Linked DNA regions of Gossypium arboreum: region 1 is linked to region 2. The links are chromatin contacts, called in public Hi-C maps. All regions are on one chromosome and are shown on one strand. Each heading gives the region's core, a stretch centred on a gene start, on an enhancer-like site or on the middle of the called end of the contact. The rest is flanking DNA. Distances are from core to core; before and after follow the strand shown.

Evidence for each region. Hi-C and Micro-C count contacts between places; a contact is called where the count stands out from the background.
Region 1: a contact with region 2 is called in a Hi-C map of leaf, with 4 times the contacts expected there. The contact joins the promoter of LOC108482932 here to the promoter of LOC108483824 in region 2. A contact is called at or near these places in 2 of 5 Hi-C or Micro-C datasets (both in leaf).

Annotation. Positions count from the first base shown.
Region 1 is chr7:34,452,328-34,456,726 of ASM2569848v2, reverse strand. It overlaps LOC108482932 (protein PIN-LIKES 7-like), which reads left to right and starts at 2,501. Exons shown (of 10, transcript XM_017786060.2): 1 at 2,501-2,702; 2 at 3,034-3,274; 3 at 3,435-3,514; 4 at 3,590-3,714; 5 at 3,795-3,916; 6 at 4,000-4,218; 7 at 4,357-4,399. The coding sequence starts at 3,140.
Region 2 is chr7:34,304,214-34,308,803 of ASM2569848v2, reverse strand. LOC108483824 (receptor like protein kinase S.2-like) reads right to left here and starts at 2,766. Exons shown (of 3, transcript XM_017787417.2): 1 at 1,646-2,766; 2 at 259-1,339. The coding sequence starts at 2,067. LOC108483498 (exosome complex exonuclease RRP44 homolog A) reads right to left here. Exons shown (of 24, transcript XM_017786939.2): 19 at 4,475-4,534; 20 at 4,277-4,382; 21 at 4,089-4,184; 22 at 3,894-3,975; 23 at 3,727-3,792; 24 at 3,109-3,566. The coding sequence ends at 3,353.

The sequences.
Region 1 (4,399 bases), core at 1,252-3,751, 150 kb before region 2:
TGAAAATCTTTATCCAAGCTCGGCCAAATTGGACCGAGACTATTGGGGCGGATGGACTACTTGACCCTTAGACAGATCTAGCACGGTAAATATCTATTTGAAATATAAAAATGAATTATTTAGTATTTTGAAAATGTTTTTAAATTTTGTACTTTTAAGCTTTGGAAATTTTATTAATTTTTAACTTTATCTTTTTGGATTTTTAGATAATATTTAAAACTTTAATTTTATAATGTTTAACTTTTTTCAAATTTTATTATTTTTATTATTTTTGGATTTTAGAAATTTTTAAAGAAATTTTTTATATTATATAAATTTTTTAAAAAATTATATTCAACACCACTTGAAATTACCATTATTTGCTCATTTTGAAAACAATAAGGACTTAATTATTTTGTCAGATGGACCAAATTTTTTAAAATTAAAATGAAGTTGTAAAAATGTTTTATTTTTTTTGACAAAATACAATAATAAGATAAAGTCCGAATAAGAAACGCGACTAACGGGATTTAAACTCAAGTCACATCTAGAGCGGTGAACATCTTTGACCATCAGGCTATCACATGGAGTTTAATTGTAAAGGTGTTTTTATCAAATCTTTTACAAATTATTATGCTTTTATCTAGTTGTTGAGGAATTAAGGGTTTTTTTAATTTAATTGACTCAATAAAATTAATTATTTACAAAAATGACACAAGTCAAAACTTATGTATATAAATGACTCGTTTTCCACAGTGACCGCCAATGCCACTTGACATACCGGTGACATCGCTCCCTTATCATTAGCCAATCATCAATTTTTTAAAAAAATATTTTTTTGTGCTCTATAATTTAATATTTTATGGAAAATCTCTTTTTTGCATATTTGTTATTCTCTTTCCTTTGCCATACTTGATTCTTATTTTCCATAAAATATTCAATTCCATTTTATATCCTTATTTTACATATATGTTATTCTTTTCCTTTCATATATTTGACTTTCCTCTTTCGTCTATTTTATCTTCTCCCATATATATTTATTTCTCATTCTCATCTCATCTAATATTATTATTTTTAAACATTATTTCACTCACTGATGGTGACACTAACAAGCCAAAAGACAAAACCACCTATAAAGTAGACATCGATCACATATTTTCCCTTTATTTTTTGGTTTTTTTCTATTTCAACTGTTTCTTCTTAAGTATTAAAATATATATTTTTATTTTTTCTCCTTAAATACCCATTAATAGGTATTTTAAAAATATATACAGGTGTTGCACGATACAATAATAACAATCAAAAAACATTTTAAAAAATTGATAATTAACTAATGATAAAGAAATGATGCTATCGATATATCAAGCGACATTAATAATCATTATGAAAAATAGATTATTTACATAAATAAATTTTTACTTGAATCATTTTCATAAATAATTAATTCTTTAACATTAGTAGAAGAAAAAGCCGGAATTAGGAGTAATTAAAGCAATTAATTGACACTCAACAAATAGCGCGCATCCATCGTTAAGAAATTGAATAGATAACAGCAAGCGACCATTTTTCATTTATGCCTTCGATGTTTGACAGTTGGCTTAAAAAGCGTCCTTTTCGCTAATTTTATTTTTTAGGTAAATTGTACAATTAGTCTCTAAATTATGTTTAAATTTTTATTTTGATGATTTAATTAAAAAAGTTACAATTTGATCATTGAATTATTCGAAAGTTTTCATTTAAGTCATTAAATTATTTAAAAGTTTTAATTTAAGTCATTGGGCTATTAATTTAAAGAAAAAAAGCTTCACCAACAAGCTTCAAACAATAATTTGATGATCAGTACGGTGGATCAGTACCCATCGATGAATAGAAGAACGTATTTTAGATCCAAGTTGATCTATTGGTCAGCGTCAGAGATCGAGGAAAAAAGCTATTTGAATTTTGGTTTATAAATTCATGATGTCCAAAGTTGTTTCATGAAAGAAAAATAGAACTATAGAAGAAGAGAGAAAATTTCGATTGGTGTAAGTAGTATAAACAGAGAAAATCATATAGCATCAATTGAAAAACCTAGTGAATTAAATAAAATTTTTTGAATATTTCAGTGATTAAATTGTACATTTTTTAGTTTAGTGACCAATAGTGTTATTTACCCTATTTTGTGGGTACTATCCTTTTGGTTGACTTTACAATAAGATGCGGTATGGTGCTTGCTCAACTCACACTTTAACCATGTGATCGAGGATTCGATCTCGCTCATGAGGATAGAGCACATTTTATGGTCAAACGTTTATCTCTTTGAAAAGCATCTACGACAAGAAAATAATTACTATTACATATAGTTGATATTCTGATTTTGAAAAAAAATAATGTAAAAGAAAAATTAAGGACATTGTTTGTCCATGATTATGTAATCTTATCCTAACTATCATTGATCTTCACGCTGTTTCCAGTTGCTATCATTTTTTTATTATTGGTCCTGACCATCCAGCATTAATAGGACCTACCAATATGGTAGAATATTATAAGATACTTACCTTGAACCATAGCTTTTATCCTTTCTCCAGGCCATTTTTGCTTTTTCATCTCCTTCCTCTACAATCTTGTTAGATTGACATAACAATCCGCCTCCAAGCTTACCTTCATCTTGTTGTAAGAATTAAAAGCATCCAAACCTATTTAGCAATCCCATAGCAACGACACAATTACACAAAGGGAAAAGGGTAAGGAGGGCAGGCAGCTAAATTACAATCAGTTGTGACCTTCACCGATCTTTCCTCCACATTGGTTCATATGTCTTTTACTTAACTCCAATTTCCTTCTCTATTACCCTACACCAACAAATCAAATCAAAATACCTTTCTTTCATTTATCTCCCCAACTTAATTTTTTGTTTTCCTTTTTTAACGTCATTGTAACCGTACATCTCCGCTTAATGTTATCTCGCACCCATTGCATTGCATTGCACTGTATCTATCTGTATGTGCCCTCCCTTCCTTTTCCTCCTCTTCTGTTGTTTTAGCCTCACATATATTCATTTGTGCAAACCTGCAGCTACACAAACCATACTCATCATCATTGAAAGAGGGCTGCTGCACTGCACCAAATACATTTTCTGTCTCACTCACTCTCATCTATCATATATAAACAAATTAAAAACATGGGTTTCTGGACATTGTTCGAGGTTGCTTCCATGCCTATCTTGCAAGTACTTATAATCAGTTTGTTAGGCGCTTTCCTGGCGACTGATTACTGCAAGCTTTTCCCAGAAGACACTCGCAGATCCTTGAATAAGGTACTAATTACTTGACTATTTTCATGAATAATCGTTTCTATAGGCGATTAAAGGCAGCATAAGTAGGCTTTTTTCATGCTAATTAGTTAACTTGACTGTAATATCATCATAATATCTTCTTCAGTTCTTAGATTTGTTTATGTTATGTGATTAAACGCAGCTTGTGTTCGTTGTGTTTACCCCCTCGCTCATGTTTGCAAGTCTGGCCAAGACCGTCACGCTCCAAGACATTATTTCATGGTAGGATACTTACATACATGCATATAGACTTTGATGGCTTGGTTTCAATGTGTTTGATCATCAATCAACTCACAGGTGGTTTATGCCTGTAAACATGGGAATCACCTTTCTAGTGGGAGGAATAGTGGGATGGTTTGTGGTTAAGATACTGAGACCAAAGCCCCATCTGGAAGGTCTTATTATTGCGACATGTTCAGCTGGTATGGTCGAAACTTGAAAGAACTTTCAAGGCCCCCTTTTTCCCTACATGTGACTAAGTTGTAGTTGAAATTATTTCTAGGGAACGTGGGAAATCTTCTCCTTATACTTGTCCCTGCAGTCTGCAATGAAGATAGAAGCCCATTTGGAAACCGTGATGTTTGCAACTCAGTTGGACTCTCCTATGCATCTTTCTCCATGGCGGTAATTACACGTGGTTATTTCAAGCCTACAGAAGGACTGATTAATCATATTCACATGTGCTTTAATTTGGGTAATTAATGCAGCTTGGTGGTTTCTACATATGGACAATCAGTTACCAAATGATAAAATCTTCAGCAGTGAAATCCAAAGCACTTGAAGCAGCTGAGGAATTCGTTTCAAAAGTAGAAGCCAACAACAACTTGGATGCCACCGCCCAATCTCAGCTTCTGAAAGAAAGAAACGAGGAAGGTGCTATAACAACAGTGGCAACAAAGGAAGTTGAAGATCCAGAGCAACATGCAGTGGGTAGCCTTGCCTTTTTATACAAATAATTAAGATATAAAGTAGAAAGTAGAGAGGATATAATTAAAAAGTGGTGGCACTACTCTTAATTCATTAACTCTCTCTAGTCTTGGCCTTACAAATGATTGTTGTTGCAGATTGTATCACAAGAAAGTAGACCAAAGCAAGAAGGGAAGGGAT
Region 2 (4,590 bases), core at 1,517-4,016:
AAAGCATAAGAACATCACATAAAAACAAGAAAAATCAATCTGAATTCCGCATAAGTGATAAATCAACTGTTGAATAGGTCTGTTTAGGTGAACTAGTTTACTATAGCTGGACCATGTGATTGATGAAGTAGACCGGGCATGATGGTTATGAGTTATGACCAACATTGGCAAATAGAATTTGTGCACTTGGGAAGGGGATGGTATGAGGTTATGACCACATAATGACATTTATTCAAAGAAAAGTAAGGTGATGCAAACCTCAGGAGCAAGCCAACGGTAGCCATCGGTTTCATACTCCATTGCTTCACTAACACTCTTGCAAGCAGTGACTATACCCATGTCCGCCAAGCATGCATTACCATGCTTATCTAGTAGAATCCTCTGTGTGTTAAGGTCTTTGTATGCAACACCATGATCATTCATAAACTTGATTCCTTCTGCTACATCAGCAGCAATCCTCATTATCTCCTTAATCTGAGGCTTCTTGTTCTTCAGCATCAAATCATGGACTGATCCACCTTCCATCAACTTTGTCACGACGCACAAACCATTATTCTCATCGACACAAACACCATAGAATTGCAAAATGTTCCTATGCCCACAAGTCATAAGCTCTAAGAGATCTTTTCGAAGTTCAAACTCATAAGAATTCCCCTTGTCACATCCTTTAAGCTTTTCGATTCCAACACGTTTACCCTTGTAGACGCCTTTAAAAGAGTTGGGTGCAATCTGATCAATAAACTCAAGACTTTCAGAGTTCAATAGCCATTTCCCAATCTCGTCTGCCCCTGATTGAATAGTTTGCCATTCATCAACCAATACGACAAACGATGAAGAGGGCAGAGGCATTGGAAGCTGAATCCTGGCATTTGGATTTTCAATCCCATTTCTGTGAGTTTGCTCACTTGGTTCTTCTTCAATTTCCCCAAAATCTCTCCCTTTAGTACTCTCCTCCTGACATCCACAAAGTCCAAATGGTAGTTTAACAGTGGTCGTCTTGGGCTTCCGAAGAGCAGATTTGAGGGCACTCTCGACATGGGATTTAAAAAACTTGTCTTGGGCGGATTGAACCAAGAAGAGAATAATTCCAAGGGTGAACCCTTTCTTCTCAAATATCTGTATCTTCTTGCAACAGATGGAAGCAGAATCAAGAGCACCAGACATGGCAGACCAAGAAAAGGAAGAATTACAAGCAAATGTGAGCTTAAACACGCAACCTTGTACCTCATCATCAGAAGTTTGCTGAATAAATATAGCAGGGTGATCATCCCCTGATGCCTGTTCTATCAATTTTATATGTAGAAATACTTCTTTCATATCAAATCCCGCCTGTGCATAACTGTCAACATAATACCCAATCAAAAGAAAATTACAAAAAAGAAAAGCATAATTGGGGGGACGAAGAACTAGAACATTTCAGCAGTAACTAAGGCAAGGCCACTTTAAACATTTGAAGAAAATAATAATAGTAAAAATAATTATAAGAAACCCGAACTTTCACTGTTTGAAAGTCAAGGAAAAACAAAAATGAAAAAACCCATGCTGATAGGAAACTGCTTTTACGATCCTGTTGATTGTTGTTGCAATTTTCAGAGTACCCTAAACTGAGTAGGAAGAAAGAAGAGGCAAGGGAAGGGAAGGGGACCTGAGAGGCAAGGAATCATAATGCTTGCGGATATTGGAGACAAGCTTCTCAGGCAACTGGCTTCCAGGATAAAGCTGAGTCAAGTTCCGTACAACGGTACCCCAGACCACTTTCCGGCAAACGTCGGCCTTGGAGGAAGATGAAGGGACAGAAGGAACGGGAGGAGGAAGCTGATCACGTGGGGAGGAAGTGTCGAGATTGAGAGAGTTCTTGAGAGAGGCAATGGCCTCCGAGACGTTCCTGCTCAACCTCTGGAACCGTTTGTTCTTGGCGGACGGGGCTTCAAGTTTGGCAGAAGCAGAGGAGGAGGAGGAGGAGGAGGTGTCCTCGGATCTGTCGTTGGAGCGCATCAAAACCTGCTCGACCATGTCGTCATCGGCGGTGGTGGCTCGGCTGGACCAGCACTCGAGGGCTGCAGCCATGGGCGGAGATCCGAGTGACTGAGGTCTCCAAATGGGGGATGGTAATGTAGATGGGAAATGGGTTCAAAGTGAAAGGTAGGGGAGGAGGCGAGGGCGGTGTTGTGTGATCTGCTACAGATGTCTGTCTCCTGCTCTGCTCTGCTATGCTCGTCGTCGTCTTCTTTTTTTTTTTTAATTTTATTTTTGAAAAAATTAATAGTATTTCTATTAAATTAAAAGTGTGTGTGTGTGTTGGATTTCTGACAAAGGAGGGAAATGTGGGGAGACATCGGAATCGGACCGGGGGATGAGGTGACACTCAATGAGTTTGAGCCTTAAGGAGGCTGCCTGCCTATTAATTTGACTTCATTTCTTACTTCATACAATGGAAGCACCACAAAAGGACACACTACATCCTTCCCTCTTTGGTCTTCACCTCTATGCTTCATCCATCATCATGCATGCATACTCACTCCATCATTATCCTCACTATTACCATTTTTACTTGCTAATAATATATCAATCATCTTATTATCTGAGTCCACTAAATTACAAATAAAAAAATAAAAATTTATTTTTCCTATTCATTCTCTTAACTGTTATTTTATCTATCTCTACCCTTATTTTTTTTTTAAAAGAAAAAAATATATATACACTTTGCGTTGCATTTCTTGCTGCAATTTGAGATTGGAAACGGGGAAATGGGCTTTTCTGTAAATTGCGATAGGTGAGAGATGACATGGTATGATGATGGTAGAACGTTAGAAGGGGGGTTCTCTGCCAATGCCATGTGACCCACATTCACGAATCATGTGAAATCAAAACCAATGAAAGAAAAGGGCGGGGGGTGGGTGGGGAGATGTATTTTATGGGCGTGGGGAGATGTATTTTATGGGCGTTGATTAAGGTCAGTTTAGGACATTTATTTCATTGCAGTTTCCTGGGTCCCACATGTTCGATGCATCAACGCATAAAATAATCAAAATGCACATCCACCTGGTTAGTTCTACTTTTTTGTCGCCCTCCCAATGCATTTTTCTACTATCTAGCAGTAATAACAAGTTGTGTTAGTTTATTTATACATTCTTTTTGTTATTGCAAAAATAACATATAGAAATAGGAACACTCACTCCATGAACAAAAATGTTTCTTGTGTCAATCCAACATCAGTTAACCCAAACCAAAGGCCAGTTACTATAATTACCACAACAAGATTCATTCCATTTGCATCTTATATAATAATACAACACTCTATATGACCTAATAAAAGCTCCTCCTTTGTGCATGTTGATGTTATCTTCTACTTCTAGGTAATAAGAGTAAGCTGCAGTTTAGGGCGGTTGGGTTGGGGTTCCACAACCTCCATGTGGATCCTCACTGATTGCAGTACACTGTAGGAAAGGATATTACTATTACTATTGTCCATCTTTACAATCTTCTGCTGCTGCTCGTCCACATGCCACTCCCCGCTTCCCTTCTCTCCTCTGCCTGTCAAGTACACCGGGCCTTCTATTCCATATCTGTTCGTTTTATATAACATACACTCATGTTACATTTTTCTCTACCCAACAAACACAAATGCCAAAACATTATCTTTTCTCGCCTAGACACAGCAGATAGAAAAAGAAAGACACGAGGAACATATACAGATAATCCAGCATAAAGGATCTAAGTTCATACTTGGGCACAAACACAATGAACCCGTTGGACCTTATCTTCACTATTCTGGCTTCTGTGTCAGTGGGCCTGCAGCATAAGATAAAAAAATAAATTCAAAACATGAGCAATTATTCATTATGCTCTATAGAAGGCAGTTTCAATTCCATGGGAGAGGCCAAGGCAGTTACCGTTTTCTGAAGTAAATGAGAGTATGGAGCTCAACAGAGGCCCTGCTTGCCATTTGGGCATTCCTATGTCGATAATTCAGATCTGAAACAGGTAAAATGCATAGGAAGCTGAGAATGGATATCATGGGTATGTGAAGTTTGTTACCCAAATCCATGGGAGCCTCAAAAACAGTATGAAAGGAAAAAAAAACTTACTATCAGCAATGCTAGTTAGTTGAGATCTGTCCTGGAAAACTGGTGGAAGCTTATCGATCCCTAGAGATGCAGCAAGCAACCTGTGCACAATCACATCTGCAAGGAAGGTTCCATACTTGATCAATAGTATCATCAAGTATACATCAGCAAGAAAAGGTAAAGTAACAAAGAAATTTTTGTTCACAAACCTGCATATCTCCTAATAGGAGAAGTGAAATGAGTATATAGGGGCGCAGCAAGGCCATAATGATGATATTCTGAGGGGCTGAGATCCCCACTACAAAAATAAACAGCCTAATTTGAAACCAAGGCAAATTAGTACCAAGTTAAAAAGTGCGTAGGTCAAAATCATCTGGAGATTGAAAAAATTTCCTAGCTAACTTTACCTGTGTCATACACCTAGTTGCCAGTATCCGAATCAACTTATTAAAGTAAGGATCATCACGCTGCAAGGCAATTTTTCTCAGATGTAAGAATCAACTATGAAAGAGAGAGGCCAAAC